Linked DNA regions of Zea mays: regions 2, 3 and 4 are each linked to region 1. A link is a contact called in public Hi-C data. All regions are on one chromosome and are shown on one strand. Each heading gives the region's core, a stretch centred on a gene start, on an enhancer-like site or on the middle of the called end of the contact. The rest is flanking DNA. Distances are from core to core; before and after follow the strand shown. Region 1 holds the start of LOC100283525. Region 2 holds the start of LOC100273720 (CBS domain-containing protein CBSCBSPB1). Region 3 has its middle 48 kb from the start of LOC100273720. Region 4 has its middle 86 kb from the start of LOC100273720.

Region 1 (3,560 bases), core at 784-3,283:
AAATTTGGAATACCAAACACAAAATCCTACTGCAGGTTGGTTGTTGCTATTGTTTCAACAGGATTGTACAAACTACGCAAAAGGTATTTCTCGTGCAATAGACCTCGCCTTCATGATCGACAATGTAAAATCATGAGCTACACATAACTACTTCCACATTGGAATTTTTCTTTGCTACACTTAAATGAATATTGTTTTCAGACTGAAATTCAGATGCTATAACATTATGTTATCCTTAGACTATTGTGTTATCATTAAACTATATGCTATAACATTTAAAATATTTACCTCCTTGGCACTCATGAATATTCGGAACTGGAACTCAATCTATTGCATAGAGGGAGGTTACATATATAAAGACTCACAAGAAACCCTAACCCTAATGGGCTGACAGCCCAACAGTGGTGTCGGCCCACACCCACACACAGAGAACACACACAGTCTAACAATGAACATAAATATATATTTTAAATAACTACACTACATCCAATAGTATTCAAAATACAAGTGCCTACCTCACTTTCAGTTGAAGTTTCCTCATTCTTATACGATATTGAGTCATTTTTGTCAGCCGCTGTTTGATCTTGTGCACAAGTAGCTTAGGCCAAAATTCCTTAATGACAAAAAAGCCAAAAAAAATTAGACCAAATACTCTAAATTTTAAGGAGAAACAGTATACGTTAGCTAGAGATGCATACAAGATGTTTGTTTATGACTTCCATTGCTTTCTCATAATTCTTCGGCAGTTTGACTCTCTCCCATAATTTGTTTGGCAGATGAGCTCTTTCGGCGGTTTTCATATACAGATAGAAAATACCTGCATAACCGATTGAGGAAGAAAAAAACATGAGAGCATCAGAAAAAGATTTTTGTAAGCATAGGCTCCCTTCAAGGTTAATAGTTCATAGCACAAAAAATGGTGCAAGGAACTGGCAGTTCTGCTACCACAAGATTAAAATATGCACCAAATGGACCAAAAAAATGTTGCGACTCCTCATGGTTTGCGTGCCATTTAATCCAAATAGCACCACATCCCACCATAATTTGTTCTCGCAGAAAGAAAAGACAAGCTTACAGGCTTACAGTTACAAAGCAGTACTCTAGTATTCTTAACTCCACAAAGCAGTATTCTTAATTGTGATTAATCACAACGAAGTCACACTAACTAATTACATCAGAAATACCAGTCACCTCCAGAAAAATAACTACAAAACTAACTTAGAAAACTAACTTAATATTATCTTTTTTTCAATCTAGTGATAGAAGGGAAAGTGCAGCATCCGAATTTGATTGATTTGCTAAAACTAAAGAGGCTTTGGATTTGACTCGTTTGCAAGTTGTCATGCCATATATGTGATGACATACTGAGTTTAGTGCTTGGGTGGCATTGGAAGCAAGAGGGACTAGGAAACATGTTTTGCAGCTGCCTAAAATGGTGGCACTGCCATCCATGTACACCATTATTAATCAATTAACACAAAAAGGATTGCTGGTGATCACCTTCATGATCCCGGATGGTGGCATAGCGGCTGTTGGCAAGCGGGCAGGAGCTCCGGTTGCAGATGCCCGTCGCGTTGTAGGGGTTGCGACAGAAGATCCCCGTTGTGATCCTGCACAGCCCAACCCAAACCACGGGGCAGCCGCCAGATGAGATTAATCATTGGAAACAGCCACGCAAGAAACCAAACCGAAACCGAGGTGAGAGCAGAGACGGGAAAAAGAAGGCTACTTGGACATGAAGCTGCAGTGGTTGTGGCGGATGCAGTGCCATACCACGTCGTCACTCATTTTGGACTCCGCCGCTCAGGGCCGGCTCCTCCCCTGCTTAATTACCGCGCCGTAACCGGACTCGTCGGAGCGCACGAGTCTCCCAGCCGCCTCTGATCACCCCGCGAGGCCTGAGAGAGGGAGCGCGGCGGGGAGTCCGCGTCGTCGACAGCGAAGAAGAAGGGAGCCGGCAGACGGGGAGGAGAGGAGCGGGGTATAGTAGGGTTTGGGAATGCGGCGCGCGGGCGGGCAGTGGCTTCATTGGCGAGTTGCTGCTGGCTGATGCAACTTGCAAGCCGACCGATGAGATATGGACGTACATGATGGAATCCAGGTCGTTTCTGGTGTGTGCCCTGGAAAGGATAGGTGGGCCTGCGGCTAGTTAGCGCATGCAGCCCAATACAGTAGGTTTGCATTTTGCCTATCAGAAAGCCCAGTCCACCATGTGGGCCCGAGTCCAATCAATTTCTCGCTTGCTTCTCGTCATCAACAAATAAATATATCTATTTATTGAATTATGCAGTATTTGTCGTAGCTCCGTATCAGAACCGATCAAACAAAATTTCAGAGTTAAAAACTCCATAAAGTTTTTGAAGCTGCATTACAAGTTTTTGGTCTACCTCGTTCATTGCTTTGAGATTTTTAAAAAACAACCTAGACATAGAATCCAAAAGGTATTTACTCACCACTCCTACTACTTATGCGAAAGCAACCTATACTTCTGAACAAAGTTGTTTTAACCTCGTGTTTTGGAGCATAGCTGCTTTCGGTAGAGCAGATTCATGCCAAAAAAACTATCTATATATATATATATATATATATATATATATATATATATATATATATATATATATATAGCATCTCGCTCTAATCGACCGTCACATCATTTATTGATCTTACTACCAACCGTGTCATCGATCATGGTCATCCCTTATCTACCACAGCGCTCCAATATATAGCCTACAGTCACCACGGGCCGATTCAACTTTACTTTTACAGACTTTTAGTTGACATGAACCATGAGACGTGCATGTGATAGTCGCCTAGAGGGGGGTTAATAGGGCGAAACTGAAATTTACAAATATAAACACGACTACAAGCCGGGTTAGCGTTAGAAATATAATCGAGTCCGAGAGAGGGCGTGAAAACAAATCGCAAGCAAATAATGAAGTGAGACACGCGGATTTGTTTTACCGAGGTTCGGTTCTCTCAAACCTACTCCCCGTTGAGGAGGCCACAAAGGCCGGGTCTTTTTCAACCCTTTCCCTCTCTCAAACGGTCTCTCGGACCGAGTGAGCTTTCTCTTCTCAAATCAACCGGGAGCAAAACCTCCCCGCAAGGACCACCACACAATTGGTGTCTCTTGTCTTGGTTACAAGTGAGTATTGAACACAAGAAAGAATGAAAGAGAGAAAGCAATCCAAGGGCAAGAGCTCAAATGAACACGGCAAATCACTCTCACTAGTCACTAGGGCTTTGTGTGGAATTGGAGAGGATTTGATCACTTTGAGTGTGTCTAGAATTGAATGCCTAGCTCTTGTAAGTGGTTGAGAAGTGGAAAACTTGGATGCAATGAATGGTGGGGTGGTTGGGGTATTTATAGCCCCAACCACCAAACTTGACCGTTGGTGGAGCTGTCTGTTCGATGGCGCACCGGACAGTCCGGTGCACACCGGACATGTCCGGTGCGACAGCCACGTCACCAAATGGCCGTTGGATCGACCGTTGGAGTTCTGACTTCTGGACCCGCCTTGATGTCCGGTGGCGCACCGGACATGCACTGTAGAGTGTCC
Region 2 (3,560 bases), core at 499-2,998, 220 kb after region 1:
GGCAACATTAGAAGATGACTATAGGTAAGGCGCGCAGAAATCTTCAGAGCATTCACGGACCTTGCACCATCTTTTGCAACGCCTCAACGGCAAGCGTGTCCGCGAGAACAAATACAGGGTTTCTAGTCATGACCTTGGAGACCAGTGTCTCTTCCATCTTCAACTCACGAGCAATCACTCTTGTGGTTATGTCCTGACCAGCGTTCCCAAAATACAGCGTACAGTGAGAAACCGGGAACATCTAAGAGCAACTCCAAGAGAGACTAGGTATATGGTTTTGTAAAGGTAAATTTAGCTAATATTAAAAGAAAATTGTATCCAATAGACTCTGTAAACGACTCTTCAAATTTAGTGACTCTCTATTTCTCCATCTTCGCTCTCCAATTTTGGATAGCCTGCTTCACTCTCTATTCAGTCCGTAGGTTTACCGAGTCTATTGGATTAGCCTACACTTTTTCTCTAAAATCTATTTTAGAGAGTAGCTAAATCGGTAAATTTGGTTAGTCTTTTTAGCTAATCACTTGGAGTTGCTCTAAGACAGTAGAGAGACGAAAAAAAACCCGAAGGAACAGCCTCTCACCTTGTCGGTAAGGATCCCACAGAGCAAAGCATTGGAGTCGGTCAGTAACACGGCATCTACCCTGCGTGATGCCATCCTCCGACAAGCCTCGTGCACGGTCGTGTGATCCGGTATCGTCAGTGCCTTGGACAACCTCAGCCTTTTCACGGTCCTCTCGCCAGTCAGCGGCCTGAAAAGAATCCCAAGAGGTAGCCTTTTTTCAGCTGTGAGGTCGGGAGCAGATTTTCCATTTGATAGAGCAGGGATTGGTTGACCGATCACGGCTTGACAGCAACCAACGCCATGTTGGAGCCAAGCTTGCTTGTGTTAGTGAAACGTGTGTGGTTTACGTTACACGCAAAATTCCACAGGTAGAGTCATGCGTATGTGGTACAACATGGTCGTAAGAGCCGAATGGGATTCAGCACTTTCTGTTGTAACTGAAAAATGAACCGTACTTTTTATCGTTAATCCTCGGATTCCACAAATCAGGATCGAATCTAGGCTAAGGAAGATCCTGGCTGCAAACGGAGGGAAGACACACGGGACGGGAGCTACTCCAGGCAGTCACGGCAGGCAACGCTCGCTTTGTCTTGAACCGAAGACACCGCACCAGAGAGGCGCTAGGTACGGAGCACGGTCTACGCATAACAAGAGCAGAGCAGCAGCGAACAATGAGCAAGGCGGGTGCACGGATCACGTACGTGGAGTGGCCGCGGGAGAGGGAGGCGGAGGACCGCCTGGAGGGCGGCGGGGCGTCATGGCCGTGCCCGTTCTCGGCGGGCGGGACCCTCCTCCTGAATCCGGAGGAGGAGGGGACGCTCCTCCGACCGGCACCCGCGCCGCCGTCCATCTCCCGGCTCGCGCCGCCCGCCGGCGGAAGCGAGGGCCTCCGATCGGCGACGGCGCTGATCCGCGGCGGAGAGCGGAGAGCGGGGGGCACTCTATTTCTCTCGCTCCCGCGAATCGGGAGCGCTCCCGATAGGTTGGGGACGGGGGGCAGGCGGAGACCGGAGACGGGAGCGAAGGTCGCGGCGCGCGGCTGAGTATTCTGGGCTGGGCCAATGGGATTTTTCTCCAAAAATTCCTTTTCCCCGAACTGGTGGCGGAGGAGGTGAAAGTGAAATTAGAAGGGGAAAAAAGGTGAGTGGATCGGATCAATTTGGGGTTCGGGGTTCCCGTCCATTCCGTTTGGATACGCACAAAGCACAGCGAAATTTCTGGTTGGATTGGATGCCCGTGCGTTTGCGTGCGGCATTGGACAGCGTGGGGTTCGCGCATGTCGTGCGTTTGCGTGCGGCGTAGGATCGGATCGTGTCAGATTCGACTCATGTCAAAATCAGGTCGTGTGCTGCTTGGTAGTGCTCACGTCTAATCCGTGTCAAGTGTCAGATCCAATTGGGTTGGGTTTTTAGAGTTAGGTTGGATATTAGATAAAAAATATTGTCCGTTCTTGACATGTAGATTATTGCAGATAAAAAACTATAGTATTTAACTAATCGTTGTATTTGTTAGGTCAGATTTTTTTCCGGATAGATCAGATCGGATGGTTAATGATTAGATCTAGTATGAGGGAAAGGGTTGTAACGGAGGGAGTCAGATAATGTTGTAACGTGAGGCTCGATCGTCGAGTACATCATTTTGCTCATTCGCTCGAGAACTACTCCTTCATGTTCAATATCCTTTATACCCAGTTTGGATGTAGATATTGGAGCATTGAATTAGAAATAGGAATTATCATTCTATAATTCTATTGTTTGGTTGCACATGAAATTAAAATTTGGAATTAGAGACTGAAAGGGAAAATGTGCCCTTGGGCCATTTCTAAGTATTTTGGTGATTGGGTGTCAACACAAGTGCTTAAATGTGAATCAATGCCCATGGATGAACAAAGTGAAAATCTAGAGCAAAGGTATGTTTCTAAGTCTTAGTACATTGGTTTTGTGTACTAATATATTTGTCTAAGTGTTAGAAACAGAAAGAAGAAGAGAAGAGAAGACTTGGCTGTGTACAGCCAAGAGGCTGTTTCGGTCTGGGGCACCGGACTGTCCGGTGGTGCACCGGACAGTGTCCGGTGCGCCAGGCTGCCCCGGTCGAAGAGGCCGCTCTCGGGAATTCGCCGACGGCGTACGGCTAAAATTCACCGGACTGTCCGGTGTACACCGGACTGTCCGGTGAGCCAACGGTCGGCCAGGACCAACGGTCGGCCGCGCGATCAGCGCAGGACACGTGGCCGAGCCAACGGTCGGAAGGGGGCACCGGACTGTCCGGTGTGCACCGGACATGTCCGGTGCGCCAACGGCTCCCGCATCTGCAACGGTCGTCTTCGCCACTTAAGGAAAGGAATCGGGCACCGGACACTGTCCGATGTGCACCGGACTGTCCGGTGCGCCCGATGACAGAAGGCAAAGATGGCCTTCCAGATTTGCTCTCAACGGCTCCTAGCTGCCTTGGGGCTATAAAAGGGACTCCTAGGCGCATGGAGGAGACATCCAAGCAACTCTTGAGCATTCTTGATCATCCACACTCAGTCTTTGCGCATCCATTTGTGATTCTAAGTGATTCGAGCTCTGTTCTTGTGAGAAACTGTAAGATAGTCTTTGAGCTCGAATCTTGGCCGTGTGTGTGCGCGTTTCGCTGTGGATTTGTGTGTGTTGCTCCCCTCCCTTACTCCGTGCTTCTGTGTGAATCTTAAGTGTAAGGGCGAGAGACTCCAATTTGTGGAGATTCCTCGCAAGTGGGATAAAGATAAGCAAGGCAAAATACTGTGGTATTCAAGTGGGTCTTTGGACTGCTTGAGAGGGGTTGATTGCAACCCTCGTCCGTTGGGACGCCACAACGTGGAGTAGGCAAGTTTTGTACTTGGCCGAACCACGGGATAAATCACCGTGTTTTCTCTGTGTTGAATTCTCTGTGATTGTCGTACTGTGCAAGATCTTCTCTTTAGCCACTTGGCAATTATTGTGCTAACCCCTAACAAGTTTTTGTGGCTATAAGTTAA
Region 3 (3,560 bases), core at 430-2,929, 170 kb after region 1:
TGTAAATCTCAAGGTTGCTGCAGGCGCTCTGAAGAAATATGGCGCAGAAGTAACTTGTGCTGATAGCGGGAAGAAAGCAATCACGCAACTGAAACCTCCTCACAGTTTTGATGCTTGTTTCATGGACATACAGATGCCTGAAATGGATGGGTGAGTTTTATCTTTGTATATTCATCATCTCACTATACTTTAGACACTATCTGTACCTATATCCAGTTGATAAACAATACTTGCTCTTGTCACCGATTTACATTTTCTTGTTCTCTTGTGTCATGCATTTGGTACCTTGCAGATTTGAAGCCACAAAAAGGATTAGAGTGATGGAAAGAGATCTAAATGAGCAAATAGAACGTGGAGAAGCCCCACCGGAATGCGCAGGGCTCCGGCAGTGGCGAACTCCAATATTAGCCATGACAGCAGATGTTATCCAGGCGACGCACGAACAGTGCTTAAAATCTGAAATGGACGGTTATGTATCCAAGCCATTCGAGGGCGAGCAATTGTACAGAGAAGTAGCTCGCTTTTTCCAAAATCAAGACCAAGTTCAGTAGGTAGGCTTATATGGAGGAGTGTAAAGTAGTGGAGGATATCGCCAACGGTTCACCCGTCGAGGCCGAAAGAATTTTGTCAAAGATCTCATCTTCTTGAAAGTAAGTTCTCGGCTTCTCTATTTTCGTGGGAGTTCATTTTTCCCTAGTTTCGTTTTTTTCCCTGCTGTAAAATATCTGGTTGTTGTTATGCACAGAGTAAATGAGTAGCAACAATTGTGGGTCAATTCTTTCAAATGGTCAATATCATTTAAGTTTTACATCACTGTCGATTCACATTGCTATACAGGTGGGCATCAATTCGCAAAGTTAGAGGGCCCCTATTAAAACACTAGAAATGCTGGGATGTGGCCGCCAGTTAGGTAAACTTACTCCGAATATCACTGTTTAATAGACATGTCAAGGCTTATATTAAGCAAAAACAATTCTTAACCGATTTAAGAATCAAAACGGCGCTGCTTAACAACTATCAAGATCTAAAAAGCTTACTGTTATCTTGGCACCGCCTTATTTTTTTGTTGAAGTTATCGGTATGAGTTCTGAAGAACTGTGACACTTTCTTGTAGCAAGCTCATTAATCATTATTTCAAGTTCATGGAACCCCCCTCAGGTCTAATTCCATGATTCTTCTCATTCTTTCAGGTGGAAACGATTTAGGCTGGAGATGGAACCACCCATGTTCGGATGCTTGGTACATCTGACCAATCTGCAAAGCTAAATGCGCAATGTCTTGAAATCAACATGCACGTGCAGCTATTCATTCGACGATTTGCTGAGGTCAAGGCGTGTGAAAAAAAATCAGCTGCATTCACTAACTGCAGGTGCCCTCTGCCACTATATAATATATAAGACTAGGGGGAGAAGTTTTCCTTCCCCCGGAAGGCACGGCTGTACATATTATATTAGGGATTGGTTGGTTGTTTGTGCAGGCATTTTTGTATGCATCATATTCGGCCTGTATGGGTCGAAGCTGTAAAGTGTAAATGACACATTCAAAGATGGAAGTTTTGTTTGACAAAAAAAAAAAACATCAGTCGCCATCAGCTTGTCGTCCTGAGTTCCTCTCCTGCTATTGGCTCTCTCGACCAGCCAATTGGCATACTGAGAACTCCCTGTTGGTGTGGCTTTATCTCATGTCTTCTGCCTGATGTCACGGAGCTTGTTTAAGGTGTGTGGCCTGGAGCATGTTACGACGGTACCTAACTGCCGGCATATGTTAATCGCCGCAAATGGTCCAAAGTGTGATGACACTTGATTGCTGCTGTTTAAACTAATGCCAGTGGTTACAATTACAAACGCCTAATCCTCTGTTTTTGCTCAGTGGAGCCTGCTGCCAGCAGTCGCTTTGTGTTTGTCCGGTTCAGTGCTTACACTGGTCGCTCGCACCCTGCCTGATTGTTTATTCTGTTGGCAGTTGCTTGAGCCATCTGAACTCTGATCACGAGACTACGAGAGAAGTTTAATGCTACGACGCTTCTTTGATCGCTGCTCCATTGGAAAGCTGACGCCAAAGGCACGAAACAACTGGCGTTGAACTGTTGGAACGTCACTGTCTTGGAGAAAAAAATGGAGGATTGCACCGGACATATTAACTGGTAGAATTGATCATCAATCATCATCATCTCCCCATGCATGCGTTAAAGATGGAGTATTTCTCATTGGTGAAATGGTAACTGAGATTCCTTACAAGATTCACTGTGCTACAAATAACAATAGCTAACCCCTATTCACTACCATGTACAACAAGGTTACTACAAACCCACTGCGTGAAGGTAGTACATACGGCAGATATATCGAATACAGTGTTGCTCAGGCCACATCTACTTTGCTTCTAGGCTCTTGGAACCTTCTGCATGTACCAAATCATTACCTTTATCAACTTTCAGCCAAAACTCAGCGATTGCATGTGACGTTGTTATGTACACTCAGACAGCGTTCAGCATGAACTGTGAAAGTGACATAGTCCTTTAGTGAATTTTAGTGAACTGAGTGACAAAACAAGGTCTAATAAATTCGCTAAGTGTTGAATAAGAAGTGAAGCATATTTGATACGAACGTGTTTATAGATTCATCCGCTTGCTCATAAAGAGGACAAACAATTGGATGGGACAACCCTCTTTTGGCCAATCGTCTGTTGTCCAAACTCTGTTTTTAAGCGTCGGCCACATAAAGAATCTGCATGTCAAAGTAGCCCAGGTCTTCTAGATCCTCTTCCAGGTTTGGTTGTGCTGTGCATATGTGTTTGCGAGCGCAGATACTTCATGGACAGCCACTAAACATCTCTAAGCATATCTCCACGTTCGTTTGAGTTCAAATTTTTAGCTGTGGCTGCTGTAAGCTCTCTATGTTGCCCAATAGTTTCGCAACATCGGACAGAAGCGCCACAACGCGACAGTTTCATGAAATTGCGTGGACGACAAAAGTATCACGGTTTACTGATCCCCTACAAGTTTTTATTTGCTGTTGATTTTCATAAGCGTCCGTCTATTCACTTTGGTTTCTGGACGACGCCAAAGTCCTTCGAGCTGGTACTATAGATCACAGAAGAAAATTTCAGTTTTTTCTCGGGATCCACTGTCCATCCGTTCAGTCACCAAGGCCTCAGTATTTACACTCAGAGAACCATTGTTCAGATAGATCCTTACAGTAAGGGAATAAGTAAGTATGCAGCAGCTGTTCCTGTTCTGAAGAGCCATCGCCTTTTTTTCTTAAAGGGAACAAAATTCGGAATGCAGCTTGTATGCGTCCTGCAGCCTGGCTGAACTGCATTCCGGACGCCTCCTAGGGGAATGGGAATCCTTATCCGCAAGCTGATCATCAGTTCCACCATGCACGTGGCTGCTTTTCGTCTGATACTCTGTCCACAGCACGACATACTGCCCCTTACCCTCGAACCAACTTTTCCATTTCCTTTTGATTCAGTAGAATCAAGACGAAAGGAATTCGGATAGGCCCTTGAAACCATAATATGGCAAAGCTATTGAAGCAGGTGTCTTGGCAGGAAGTCAGTGA
Region 4 (3,560 bases), core at 597-3,096, 130 kb after region 1:
AAATTAAATTGTTACAAAAATATATTTTGTGGCTAAAATTATGATAGATCCAACTTACATGATACTAAAACATGATACTGTGCTAGAGAGAGAGAGATGTATATTCTCCTTACGACGGAGAGGGTAAAAAGTAGAAAAAGGCCACCTAATATATTGTTCGCATAGTTAAGAAGGGTAGGTAAAAGACAATTAAAATTTATTTTTAGTGCTATATGAATATACATCGATGGGATCAACGTCACGTACACCGCCATGCATGATATATTTGCTTAATTGCTTGCATCCGTACTGCACTGCACCTCTGGAGCTTGCAGACGTACGATTCAACGACAGAACACTGACGAGTGACAGACTAGACGTTTGGTTCGTGGGTAACCGTGTAACATTGTACACGTTTGTATCATTGGAATTTAATTTCAGTCTAATAATAATAATTTAGACATATATTAATTAAGCTAATTCGATATTATGTAAAATATATTTGTATACTATTATTAGTAAGATATCGGAGATATTTATGTGCTACATTTTTACTGTAGAAAAGTGAGATAGAGAGTGTCATGTAAGTTACAGAGTAGAAATAAATTGTACTAATACATAAAATCATTTCCCATCCTTCACACTATTATTACTTTATCAAGTGAATTTCAATTCCTCGAAAATAAAAATATCCAAACACTCCGTAAGGTTATTTGTCAGAATTGACAAAAAAATTAAGTAAAATATGGTAAATTAGTGAGCAAACCAAACAAACAGTTGCAGCCGCGGCCGCTTCGTGTATGATGTATCTAGTTATCTACGCACCGGTTCACCTTTTGAATTCAAAACCGTGCATAGATAGATATAGGCGTTCTGTAGATGCTGAACATATACTTATCTGCATCGATGGGTGCTGTGCATGCACGGATACTACCCGATTGACCCTAACCTTCACTGGCAAGTGGCAACCGCGTTCTCGGCTACGTACAGCCCCCGGTCACATGCATGGCATGCATGTTGCTTGCTGGGAAGCTAGCATGCAGGTACGCCCGCGCATTGCAGCGTGCGTGCCTGTGCTCGTAACGCCATGCCTGCGTTACGTACGTACGGGCATGCAGGGGCAGGGCTGCTGGGTGCTGGCCCCTGGTATCTATCCTTGCTTGCCTCGGTCTCCGGGCTAGCTCTGGCTGGCCGGTTCTTTGCGTAGTACGTACTGTACGGCTGCCTGCTGCGGCAGCTAGCATCCTCCCCACCTGGTGTGTTGGCGCAGTACGTAGTACGTACGTGGTGGCAAGTGGCAACCAACAGCAGCAGTAAATGCGAGCTGAACCTTGCGTAGCTAGGAGCGAGGAACAGGGCTTGCATTGCTCTTGGTGCCTTTTGGTGGTGGGTTCTTCTACTTCAGCCTGCAGCTTGTCTTCTTGTTCTTCTTCATCATCGTGCAGTCAACCTGCATGCATCTTTATATCGTCTTTCAAATGCAACAACAAAGTCATGCACACGCATCGATCACCATCTGTTGGATCATACTGTACATCTCGATACATCGGCCGCCGGCCGGAGCACGCATGCAGGCAGTGGATGGAGCGCATGAACGCAGATATGCAGATTGACTGTATGCAGATAAATGTTGGTTGGATGCACCGTCTTAACCTAGATCACTGTATGCATGCGTTGACTTTTTATATATATAAGCGTGTGTTTGTTTGTGTGCACACCGGAGACGTAGGCAATGCAAACTAATCCATTTTAAGATCATTTCTCTGCATGCGTCCATGCACCCAAACCAGCCGTATCCCACTGGGCACTGGCCATGCTCGCGCAGGCCTGCCCCAGGCACCCACGCGAACCAAACGTAGTACAACTGCGCCGAATCGAAGTACATATGCAGCGTGATCTATTCTGCAGTCGTACTGAACAGTTCTCTGGACCAATAATGTATCATGAAATCCATCGATTAACTGCGTGCCAGCTGGGATCGATCGGGGTCGGCCGTACTACTGATCAATGAACTGCGGCAGCTTGCAGCAGCTAGCAAACAAATACAGCAAGCTTGACTTCGCTTGGTCCTGCTTGGCTCCTCTTTGTTGCGCCATCATTCCATTGCATTGCATTGCGTTGCGTTGCGTTGCGTTGGATCCAAATCCAGTCAGTCCATCGAGGCGCCCATCCATACCGCGTCTGCGTGCGTGCGCACATGATCCTCGTTGTGTTGCCCACATGGAAAAGCCAGAACCTGCAGAAGCTAATTAACGTGCATGGTCGCTCCTATATATGCTTGGTCGGTTACGTACGTACTTGTCACACGCCAGGCAACAATCTACAGCAGTAGTCACTCGCGTGCGTTTATTTTGTTTGGACCTGTTTAATCTAATATATATATCCGGCTGCATATGTAGACACACACGCAAAACCCGCCGGTACCTTTTGACAATGTAGACACACTGAGTAAGTAAATACTATATAATATTGTGGAAAAAATAAACAAAACTCGATCCAAAGTACCATGCATGTCAAGAAATGATGTGTTTCTTGCTTTGGTGGGCTAGCTGCCCTGCCCCGCCGCCACTCATGACAGTGGACGTACACACACACAAGCTAATATAGACTAGAATAATTAAGTACTTCCCGGCCTCCCATGCACAACCCTGATGCCATCTCCTGTAACTTCCACACCACTACTACTACTACTAATCTTTTGGACGACATCACATCATGCCATCAAAGTATGCCTATATCATAACACCGTACCCTTTTTTCCTGGGTGGGTGGATCGATACATAGAATAAGGAAGGAAGGAAAAAAACATGCATGCATGCCAATGCTTTTGTAGGCCATAATAATAATGCAAGGTTTAGCTACTTTATCTATGGCACGTTAGGTAATGGGAACGAACATTTTAAAAAAAAAAGTTCTTAATTCTATTGCAGTAGTGGCGGAGCAACGCAACGCAAGTAATCCATAGCCACGTGGCATAGTTTCGACTAGACTACCGCGCGCCTGCTTTAATGGAGTAAAGCTTTACATCTCTATCACCACCTTGGACATTACGACACGCGTACGTACTACGCACGCACGCGCTTAATCCAACCGGCTCCTAGCTATATGACGTGTGCCTCAGATATGCTTGCTAGCCCCCGCCCCAGTGCGCATAGCATGCACTTTATCCTTTTTTTTTCTTTTTCTTAAAATCCAAGCACACCATCTCCATCGAGACAGCACAAAACAAGAGGCTACTAGAAACCAGCATGCATGCACATGTGTATATATATATATACAAAGTACTACTACCATCGACAAAGATGTCTTGATTTGTATTATCGCGAAGTATATGTACGTATATGGGGCTTTAGGAATGAACGAATCAACAACATGATTAATTAGCAGCTAGTTAATTATTAGTATATAGCTGCCTACACCCAGTGTCTTTCCTGGAAGTGATGAGCGAGGTCCCTACTAGCTAGCTTGTAGCTTAATTTGTTTAGCATCATCCACGTCTTAATTATAGAAAAGGCAAAGGGGCCGCCGCGGGGTGCCGGATCAATAAATAAACAAGTTGAGGACGACGGACAACAACAGAG

What was found. Hi-C and Micro-C count contacts between places; a contact is called where the count stands out from the background.
Region 2: a contact with region 1 is called in a Hi-C map of ear, with 3 times the contacts expected there. The contact joins the promoter of LOC100273720 here to the promoter of LOC100283525 in region 1. A contact is called at or near these places in 2 of 25 Hi-C or Micro-C datasets (ear and tassel).
Region 3: a contact with region 1 is called in a Hi-C map of ear, with 2.4 times the contacts expected there. The contact joins the enhancer-like site here to the promoter of LOC100283525 in region 1. A contact is called at or near these places in 3 of 25 Hi-C or Micro-C datasets (ear, leaf and tassel) and 1 of 3 datasets of contacts at active chromatin or transcription factors (seedling).
Region 4: a contact with region 1 is called in a Hi-C map of ear, with 2.3 times the contacts expected there. The contact joins the enhancer-like site here to the promoter of LOC100283525 in region 1. A contact is called at or near these places in 3 of 25 Hi-C or Micro-C datasets (ear, leaf and tassel).

What each region holds. Positions count from the first base shown.
Region 1 is chr8:167,521,152-167,524,711 of Zm-B73-REFERENCE-NAM-5.0, forward strand. It overlaps LOC100283525, which reads right to left and starts at 2,034. Exons shown (of 9, transcript NM_001369713.1): 1 at 1,730-2,034; 2 at 1,501-1,610; 3 at 699-817; 4 at 516-613. The coding sequence starts at 1,788.
Region 2 is chr8:167,739,915-167,743,474 of Zm-B73-REFERENCE-NAM-5.0, forward strand. LOC100273720 (CBS domain-containing protein CBSCBSPB1) reads right to left here and starts at 1,749. Exons shown (of 14, transcript NM_001360302.1): 1 at 1,264-1,749; 2 at 581-749; 3 at 61-193. The coding sequence starts at 1,412.
Region 3 is chr8:167,691,387-167,694,946 of Zm-B73-REFERENCE-NAM-5.0, forward strand. It overlaps LOC100274238. Among protein-coding and RNA genes, the nearest start is that of LOC100273720, 48 kb to the right of the region's middle. Within about 2 kb of position 1,680, at least 5 of the 20 cell types and tissues checked have an H3K27ac peak or open chromatin away from gene starts, as enhancers often do. A contact at or near this core is called in ear, where this site is marked.
Region 4 is chr8:167,653,890-167,657,449 of Zm-B73-REFERENCE-NAM-5.0, forward strand. No RefSeq gene overlaps it. Among protein-coding and RNA genes, the nearest start is that of LOC100273720, 86 kb to the right of the region's middle. Within about 2 kb of position 1,847, at least 19 of the 20 cell types and tissues checked have an H3K27ac peak or open chromatin away from gene starts, as enhancers often do. A contact at or near this core is called in ear, leaf and tassel, where this site is marked.